3 separate regions of the Mus musculus genome follow, and regions 2 and 3 are each linked to region 1. Evidence: chromatin contacts called from public Hi-C and HiChIP or PLAC-seq data. All regions are on one chromosome and are shown on one strand. Each heading gives the region's core, a stretch centred on a gene start, on an enhancer-like site or on the middle of the called end of the contact. The rest is flanking DNA. Distances are from core to core; before and after follow the strand shown.

Evidence for each region. HiChIP or PLAC-seq counts read pairs in DNA pulled down with a chosen protein or histone mark. Hi-C and Micro-C count contacts between places; a contact is called where the count stands out from the background.
Region 2: an SMC1A HiChIP or PLAC-seq map of the NIH/3T3 cell line shows a contact between it and region 1, with 12 times the contacts expected there. The contact joins the enhancer-like site here to the promoter of 4930538L07Rik in region 1. A contact is called at or near these places in 1 of 39 promoter capture datasets (embryonic stem cells), 1 of 15 datasets of contacts at CTCF or cohesin (the NIH/3T3 cell line), 2 of 484 Hi-C or Micro-C datasets (cortical neurons and embryonic fibroblasts), 4 of 115 datasets of contacts at active chromatin or transcription factors (the NIH/3T3 cell line, astrocytes, embryonic fibroblasts and 1 more) and 1 of 9 other capture datasets (embryonic stem cells).
Region 3: a Hi-C map of uterus shows a contact between it and region 1, with 3 times the contacts expected there. The contact joins the enhancer-like site here to the promoter of 4930538L07Rik in region 1. A contact is called at or near these places in 2 of 15 datasets of contacts at CTCF or cohesin (embryonic stem cells and stem cell-derived epiblast-like cells), 28 of 484 Hi-C or Micro-C datasets (the AML12 cell line, adipose-derived mesenchymal stem cells, bone marrow-derived macrophages and 11 more), 6 of 115 datasets of contacts at active chromatin or transcription factors (the NIH/3T3 cell line, astrocytes, cardiomyocytes and 3 more) and 2 of 9 other capture datasets (adipose tissue and embryonic stem cells).

The regions. Positions count from the first base shown.
Region 1 is chr14:47,756,165-47,758,780 of GRCm38.p6, forward strand. It overlaps 4930538L07Rik (RIKEN cDNA 4930538L07 gene), which reads right to left and starts at 1,334. Exons shown (of 2, transcript NR_166788.1): 1 at 1,140-1,334; 2 at 880-1,023.
Region 2 is chr14:48,223,653-48,226,268 of GRCm38.p6, forward strand. The region is part of intron 2 of Peli2 (pellino 2); the gene reads left to right. It also overlaps the pseudogene Gm6498. Among named protein-coding and RNA genes, the nearest start is that of Gm52144, 19 kb to the left of the region's middle. Within about 2 kb of position 1,304, at least 75 of the 459 cell types and tissues checked have an H3K27ac peak or open chromatin away from gene starts, as enhancers often do. A contact at or near this core is called in the NIH/3T3 cell line, embryonic fibroblasts and fibro-adipogenic progenitors, where this site is marked.
Region 3 is chr14:48,172,702-48,175,317 of GRCm38.p6, forward strand. All of the region lies in intron 2 of Peli2 (pellino 2), which reads left to right. Among named protein-coding and RNA genes, the nearest start is that of Gm52144, 32 kb to the right of the region's middle. Within about 2 kb of position 1,295, at least 30 of the 459 cell types and tissues checked have an H3K27ac peak or open chromatin away from gene starts, as enhancers often do. A contact at or near this core is called in cerebral cortex, neural progenitor cells and uterus, where this site is marked.

The DNA of each region.
Region 1 (2,616 bases), core at 84-2,583:
TCAAGACTTCTGTCCTATACCTTTCAGCTTTAAGAGAAGATGACTCATTCATCAGGCTAGGAAGCAGGCCCCCAGAGCTCTGCATGGGGCTTTAATATCAGTATCTTCACAGTAAGATTGTATGGGATAGAGAATCCAGCAGCAGACAACCATAATGATACCTAGCTACAACCTTTCGTCCAGTGCTTACCCAGTGCTGGTTTGGTAGCCTCACTTCTCCTTCATCTGCACACTGGAAGGCGTGCTCTCAGTCTTCACAGGGCATCGTGTCAACAAGATCCAAATCCCTTTGGGCGGGCGAGCTTTGTGTTTTTCCATCCTAATATGCTAAATGGTGACTCAGTCCCCCGGGGATCTCAAATCCCTGCCGTGAATTAGTGTATTAGACAATTATGGCCATAACTTTCCATTCTAATCACTCTGGATGCGTTCCTTTGCTCTAATGTGACTGCCAAGTTCCTGCAAGATCCTTCACAGATGAGTTCCAGGCAGCTGAGTATTTTTGTCAACAGGCAGAAATAAAAATCGGAACTTGGAGCCTACCTACCGGGTTAGGGGACCGCCAAGAGTGAGACATCTCATGACACTGCCCCTCCTTAGCTAGTTGGTTAGCCATCTACTGACCTCTGGCTGTGGAGACATCTCATAGTGAAAAGCCATGGGGTTACTAGAGGCATATATTTTGGATCCCTTTCAATTGGCTTGTGAACAACCATGACATAACCTAAGATTTTATGAGCTCATGAATCTTGAAAACCCAATGCATGCTTTTGGAGTTTAGAAAATGTCCCTAAGTTCTTCTGCAGATGTTATAGTGAAAACATGAAGAAGAGCCATCTGTAACAAAGGTCTGGAGTCTGCACTCCAGGTCTCTGCAAGTGTATGAAAGAAGTGGCTTTATTTGAGGAAGGAAGAGTCCATGACTTTAGTCTCCTTAGGCTTGGTTGGAACAGGTCTTCAATGTTCAGAGAAAGATGGAAAAGGTCTTTGATCAGAGCAAGTGACCCACAGTACCCAATTCACCTGAAAAACAAATCTCAAGCAGTCAGTTTGGCCATCAGAGGAGTTCTGTGGGAACCAGGCCCTCTGAAGAGAGCTTGGGGCATCTCCTGAAGCAATTGCCTCTGAGAAGAACTTACTAGAACAGCAGGAAGTAAATGGGGTGAAATCCCAGCATGTCTGAGATTTAAACCCCAGTTTCTACATGGAAAAGCTTCTCAGAAGCAGGCTGAGCTCTAAGGCCCCACTGCCCAAGCCCTGGGTCTCTTTCTTCATCCTCTGCTAACTCTAATGCCAATCTCTTCTCTGGGTTGTTTGGCTACCTACCCTTGTCTGGTCTCTAAAGGATACAGAATAGATTTAGAGCCTTGTGGACAGAACAGTCCCCATGCAGGGGCTTCTAGAATCAAAAGACTCTTAGGTTCCAGAGTCTAGATTCTTCTGGAAGAAGAATCCCCTTCCTCCATCTGGAGTACCACTTCTTTGCACAATGGATGAACATAAGAAAGCCACATCTTTATTTCTAGGGACAACCAAGGCTATAGCACACTGATGCAATGGAATCGAAGACTTTTTATTAAAGGGTTCTTTGGGGACCACAGACTTGTAAACAGAGACATGTCTTCAACATTTTCTTGGTCGTATCTTTGGTGCCAGGGTGTCTGCCTGCTGTTTTGTCGGGAGCTGCGTCCAGAATTAACTACAGATTACTCAGCCGGGTCTGGTTTCTCTGTCTTGGTAGACAGCAGGACTATGGGTTGATGGTCCCCACAGGCCTTCTAAATGCAGACACAGCATCTCCTCAGCCCCTGTCTCCAGCTTTGCTCTACTCTGTATGCACTTTTAATAGCTGGGCCAGGCCATTCCTTCAGAGGAGCTTGGGTAAGTCCCAGAAAGCAAGGAACAAAACAGCATTTTTTAAGTCTCCCAATTTTGATGTTTTCCTAGTGTGTATGTTCTCTTTTCTCCCTGACTTCTTTCCAGTATTTCTATTCTTTTCAGGTGGGTTAATGACGAAGGGCTCTGTTAGGCTGTCAAGGCGCCCAGGAGAGGATGCTCACAGGAATACTAAGGATCAGTGCTGAGAAGGGAAAGTTCTTCACAAAGGATGCTTGAGACATTTCTGTCCGCGAGCTGCTTCTCTGTAGATTCCTCCAACTCTCGGGCATCTCCTGGAACAGTGGTTGTTAAACAAGTTAAGAATCTTTAGGCTGGTCTGTGATGGTTCACACCTCTGATCCCAGCACTCCGGAGGCAGGGGGAGGTGGGTTTCTGAGTTTAAGGCCAGCCCGGTCTACAGAAAGAGTTCCAGGAAAGCCAGAGCGACAACAGAGACCTCATCTCAAAAACAAACAAAAACAAGTAAAATAAGAATCTGACCTCCTCAGGTGGAAGGACCACAGCGCTGTTCAACAGAGAAATTAGAGGAATGGGGGCGGTGCCTGCCCTGCATCCTTTTGACCTTTTCCCTTACCTTTCTTCTCTTGGGATTGCTCTGTATGTCCTGCCACAGCATCTGACATCTGGAGGACAGAGAAAAGCTATGGCAATAGCTGGCAATGTGGAAGCCGTTGTCCAGATCATGATGCTGTTAAAGACTGGGTAAAGATCTCTGGT
Region 2 (2,616 bases), core at 54-2,553, 470 kb after region 1:
ACTGTCTTTGGTTTCAGACATGCCATGTACTCTGTGTGTGTGTGTGTGTGTGTGTGTGAGAGAGAGAGAGAGAGGGAGAGAGAGAGAGAGAGAGAGAGAGAGAGAGAGAGAGAGAGAGAGAGAGAGAGATTTATAGATGCACAGATGTACATGGTCACATGTATGTAGGCCCAAGTTGACCAAGTTCATTTTCCACTTTACTGAAACCTGGAACTCACCAATCCCAGCTAGGTAAGCCAGTCAGCTTGCCTATCCCTGCCAGCTTGCTGTCCAGCTTCTATGCGGGTTCTGGGGAGTCCAAACTCTGGTCCCCATACTTTTATGGCAAGTGTTTCATCCACTAAGCCACCTCCCCAGAACCCAGACACTTCGGTGTAGATTTACGATTGAGTTACTCTCCTTTACAGCTCGAACATCGTGGATTTAGAAGATTGGCCTCCTCGCTGAGGGCAAGGTTGTGTGGTTAGCACTAGCGGGCTCCTGTTAGGCTGAACGTGGTTTTCAAGTGTACTCACCAAGGTGTAACTGTTGTTCAGCCATTACATTCTTCCACATCTCTCCATTTTATGTACAAACATGTCTCTGTCCCCATGAGACATGTTTCTCACAGCTCATTAACTCAGTCTGTGAGTAGGCTTTGTTACCCAGTCTGGAAAGATGAGACCATGCTCTATATTTGGAAAATGTTGAAATTAAAGGAGAGACATCTTTTTTTTTCTCTTCAGAAATGTCTTAAAATGCCCATAGCTTTATTGCCAAAAAGGAAAGAAAAAATGTAAGCTCTGTTTTGATTTCATTGGGCTAACTACCACATAACTGGCACACATGGAGAAACTCCATTTGGACATTTTTTAGCAGAAGCAGCTGCAGTGCCATCCGTTACAATGTATTTTCAGAATATTGGGTGTGTTTAAACCATGGAAAGTAGTGGCATAAATTTTAATTGAAGCATAAAAATAATTTTCGGTGTCTGTACTGCTTTTACTATGTGATGAGCTTGCCATAAAGCCAGCTATCTGTGTGGCTTCAGGTAACACGGTAAATAATACCGTTGTTTGCACATTCTTATTTATTTCCTTGAAGGGTAGACTAACACTCTCAATTTGAGTGTTTCAAGATCTATAGCAAAATTCAAATTGATATTTCCATCCTTTAGTAGAAAGAATTACTGAAAAACAGAAATCCTAAACTGCCCGGAAGACCAGGTGACACAGTCTTTAAGCCATGCAATCCCTAGCCCTAATCAGGGCTGCGCATTCAGTTAAGGGTGATTGACAGGAGCACCCAGCTGAGCGGTGAGTCACAGGAGAAGTGAGAGAACGCAGCCAGAGGGTGTGGGGAATGGAGGTCAGGGAGGCAGGGACTCTTGACCAGCATGCATGGCATATGGGCCCAGAGGAGCAGGGAGCATGGCCAGACTGCACAGGACCAAAACCGAGTCCTGGACTCGGCTTCAGTCTGTAGTCTAGGAACCCAGTAAAAGAGGAGCTGGGCCTGGCTGCTTGTCTGAATCCTGATGAGTCACTGACTTGAACCTCTGGCTGGGCCTTGTCAAGTGTGGAGAGAAACAGCTGGCTTGCCACCCTCAGGGTGCCTAGACATCTCTGGGAGAGGACATTGCTTTTGCTCTGTGTAGTCCAAGGTCACCCCAAGCATTGGAATTCTCTGGCGGCCCTCACTGCATCTTCTGTGCCTCTGTCCCATACTGTGGTCGGGTTTGCCACTGAGCCTTGCCCATTTTGTCAGTTTCTCCCTGCCCGAATCTGTCTGTGACAAGCAAGGGGCTATGATGCTAAGCTTAATGAATTAATGTTTTCTAATACAAGCAATATTGGGCATTTCCTGTGGATCAAGCAGCTATACAGGTAGAGGGATGAAAATTAAACTCTAATCCCCATGTAGACACCTAGCCCCAGTTGTATTTGGCCTTCTTTACACTTGTCACACATAAACACCATTAGCCCATCACCATAAAGGTTTCCTTCTGTCTCCTTCAAGTAACTTTATCCCCCATCAACCTCTCCATCCTGTGTTAGCAACTTCCCTGCCTAAACTCCATGTCAAGCTCATATCCGAGTAGCCACCAGCACTGGCTGGGCTTGTGTGGCACCATCAGATCAACAGAATTCCCAGTGGAATTCTGGGTCTCGCCGGAAACATTTTCATTTGCTTATGGTTGTCAGCTATCAGCACGATAAATCAACCCTAGAAAATAAGGCACTGGGTGTACTTTTTAAATCAGCAGACATAATTGACTGGGGTTGGGCTAGCAGTAGCGAATAGTGAGGAAGTGTGGGAGAAGCCCTCAGCACTGGCCGTGCTCAGTCTGCTCTCCCAGGGGCTCTGAGGCATGAACAGGCACACAGTGCTCCACCTTGAGGCAGCAGCTCAGCCTTCCTCCCTTAGCTCTAGGCTGCAGGCTACCTCAGGGGAGTAACACCACCTCACAGGCTTTCTGGACTGGGTGATCTCTCACAGGAAGTCCTCAGTAGGAGAGTTAGCCTGTGAGTTACCATTCGTCAGTATTACATTGTCTATACTCTTCAAAAGGGGAGAGGTGGCAGTTGGGGGATGGGTGCTCAGATATGTGAGGGCCGTCAGCCGAGGTGACTTCAG
Region 3 (2,616 bases), core at 45-2,544, 420 kb after region 1:
AATAATGTTTAGACTAAGATTAAGTCTCATTAATATGACTGCATGCCCTGGGCTGCTCTTTAATCTGTGTCTTTACCCTCTTTCCATTGCTATGAGAGAGTATGTAAGTAAGGCTGGGTGCCTTCTGAAGAGATTTGCTTGTCTCAACTCTGCTGGCAGCTTACACCTGTATCCTGGCTATCACAGCTTGGTGGAAATGCAGGTGGGAGCAAGTCAAGTGCTGCCGGGGCGTGTACTAGCCCGGAAATGGAGCAGATATCCCGGAGCTATTTGTTCCCATTGCTGGTTCTCATAGGAACTTACCCAGTGTCCCTACCTCACCTTCTCTCTGAGATCAGTACTCATCCATTCTGAGGGTGGCGCCCTGTGGCCTCCCTCTTACAGATGCACCACCATTCAGCATAGCTAGATCAGGAACCATGCTGCCAGCACATAAGCCTTGGGGACCAGCCACACCCACACTGCAGCGGTGTATATGAGTTGGTCCAGCTGTAGCAGTTGATGAAGCACTCTGAGCATCAACAGTGACTGTGGGAGTCGGTAAAGCTGATATAATCTTCAGTGTTCGCTCTGTAGCTTGAGCTGATCCGCAGAGTTCATCGAGGTCCACTTTTGAAGTGTGTGTCTTGGTGGCACTGGGAAGTGTAGCGGCTCTGCTTCAGGAGAGGTACCAGCTCCTCCGCGTCTACAGACTGTTCACCGGTGCTGCTTTGGAGTTCTTTGGCTTTACATGGTCTTGATTTTGGTTTCCTTTATAGTCATTTTGTTATAATCCTTCAGTTCATAGTTTGTTTGGTTTGGTTTGGTAAGACAGGGTATGATGTGTAGTTTAGGCTAGCCCCAAACTCACTGTCCCCCTGCCTCGGCCTCGTGACTTTATGTATGAGTCACCACACTCTACTCTCTGTTTGGTAGTTTGACGTTCAATAATTAATGAATGAAATTATTATAGATGATTTAGTTAATTCAGTGAAGTATGTTCAGGCAACAGTGTTTTGATAAGGCTTTTCCGTTAGGCGCTGTAAGTTTGTATATCTTACCTATAAGAGAAGAAAATAATGAAGTAATGAACCACAGAGCTGGATGTATCTTGATCCTCTACTGGGTACAAACTCGTAAAACAAATCACGTCATTTCTAGAACGAGAAGCTACTTATCTTGTGCCTGGTAAAAACGCAGGCACGAGTAAGCTTCTATATGGTTAAAGCAGCGGCTTGCAAAAGCTCCTTATTAATGAGTGTTGTCTGAGACCACGCCGTGCAGTTCACATGATTTTCTGACAGAGTACCAGGACTTCCAGTATAGTTCTTGTAGGAAACGATCATGTCAGCTTAAATTTATGGTTCCAATCATTACACAACACATTTACTGAGATGAAAAAAAAAACCACTTTGGAAAACTTACAAAACCAAAGCAGTAAAATTTGAGTCATCAAGAGTGAAGCTCCACCCATTTCACATAGAGGTCCAGTGATTTACTTAAGATGCAATTCGGAGGACTTTGAAGATGGTGTGATGGCTTTTGTTGATTTCGTGCAGCTGGAAGGAGTGACATCTGAAAAATATTAAGCTTTACTGTGGTTCTGAAGAAGAATTCATGAAAAATAGTTTCCAGGAGCCATACTTACAGGAAAACCTTACGGATTTTGCACAGATGATGTAAGGAGCTAGGGAGAAGGAGCTCTCGTTGGATGCTGTCTCCCTGGTGTTTTGCTGTGCCTGGATGATTTGGAAGATAAGCTAAGGAAACCTTGTAATATTTTATATTGAAGAATTTGTTACTTCACATCAGATACACACTAGAGTTTAATAGCATTCCGAAGAACCCGGAATATTGAGTAATTGAGCCTCCTGGGCAGCCTGTTGCAACTTGTATCGACTTAGCTCTGATGTCTTACAAAGGATTGAAGATTCACTTGTGCAGAGACTGGGAGGTAGCAGTTGGCCAGTTAGAGTTTTTAAAGGGTTTGGCTTTGGTGGGTAACAATGTAACTGACATTATGTGAAGTTTTTCTTTATTTTTAAGAATAAGAAACTGTAATGCCAACAAGGCCAGAGTTAGTTGACAGGTAATTGATGGTAAAACACATGTAAAACCAAATAAAGGTGAGTGTGGTAGTGAGTCAGAATGTGTTAGAACCAAACCTGAAAAGAAACAAAAGCAAGAATTCCAGGAGAAAAGTATTATCCAACAGCTTATATGACCATGGACATTCTATAGACTACAAATATGACTAATGCATTATTAACTTCAAACAGTATCTTTAAAATTTATTGATCCCTACGATTCGACCAGTTGTTTACGGAATACTGTAGAGTGAAAGTAGAAATCACACCTAATAAGTAATTCTCATGGCTTAGCTGATGGTAGTAATAGTAGGTGTGTGAAGTCTAATTGTGGTTAGAGCGAGAACAGGGGCATTGAGTGTGGATTGAGCAGAGGGGCTAGGAGCTGCTCCTCCAGCACAGGCAGGGTCCTTGTGTGTGCACACTCTTTTGCCTGCCCCCTTCAACTAACTGGAGCAGAGGAAGAACTTGGCGTCTTTAGTCAAATCCTAGTTCAGACATTGAGCCACGTGTGCCAATACGTCAAAGAAAGGATCATGCTAACAATTTC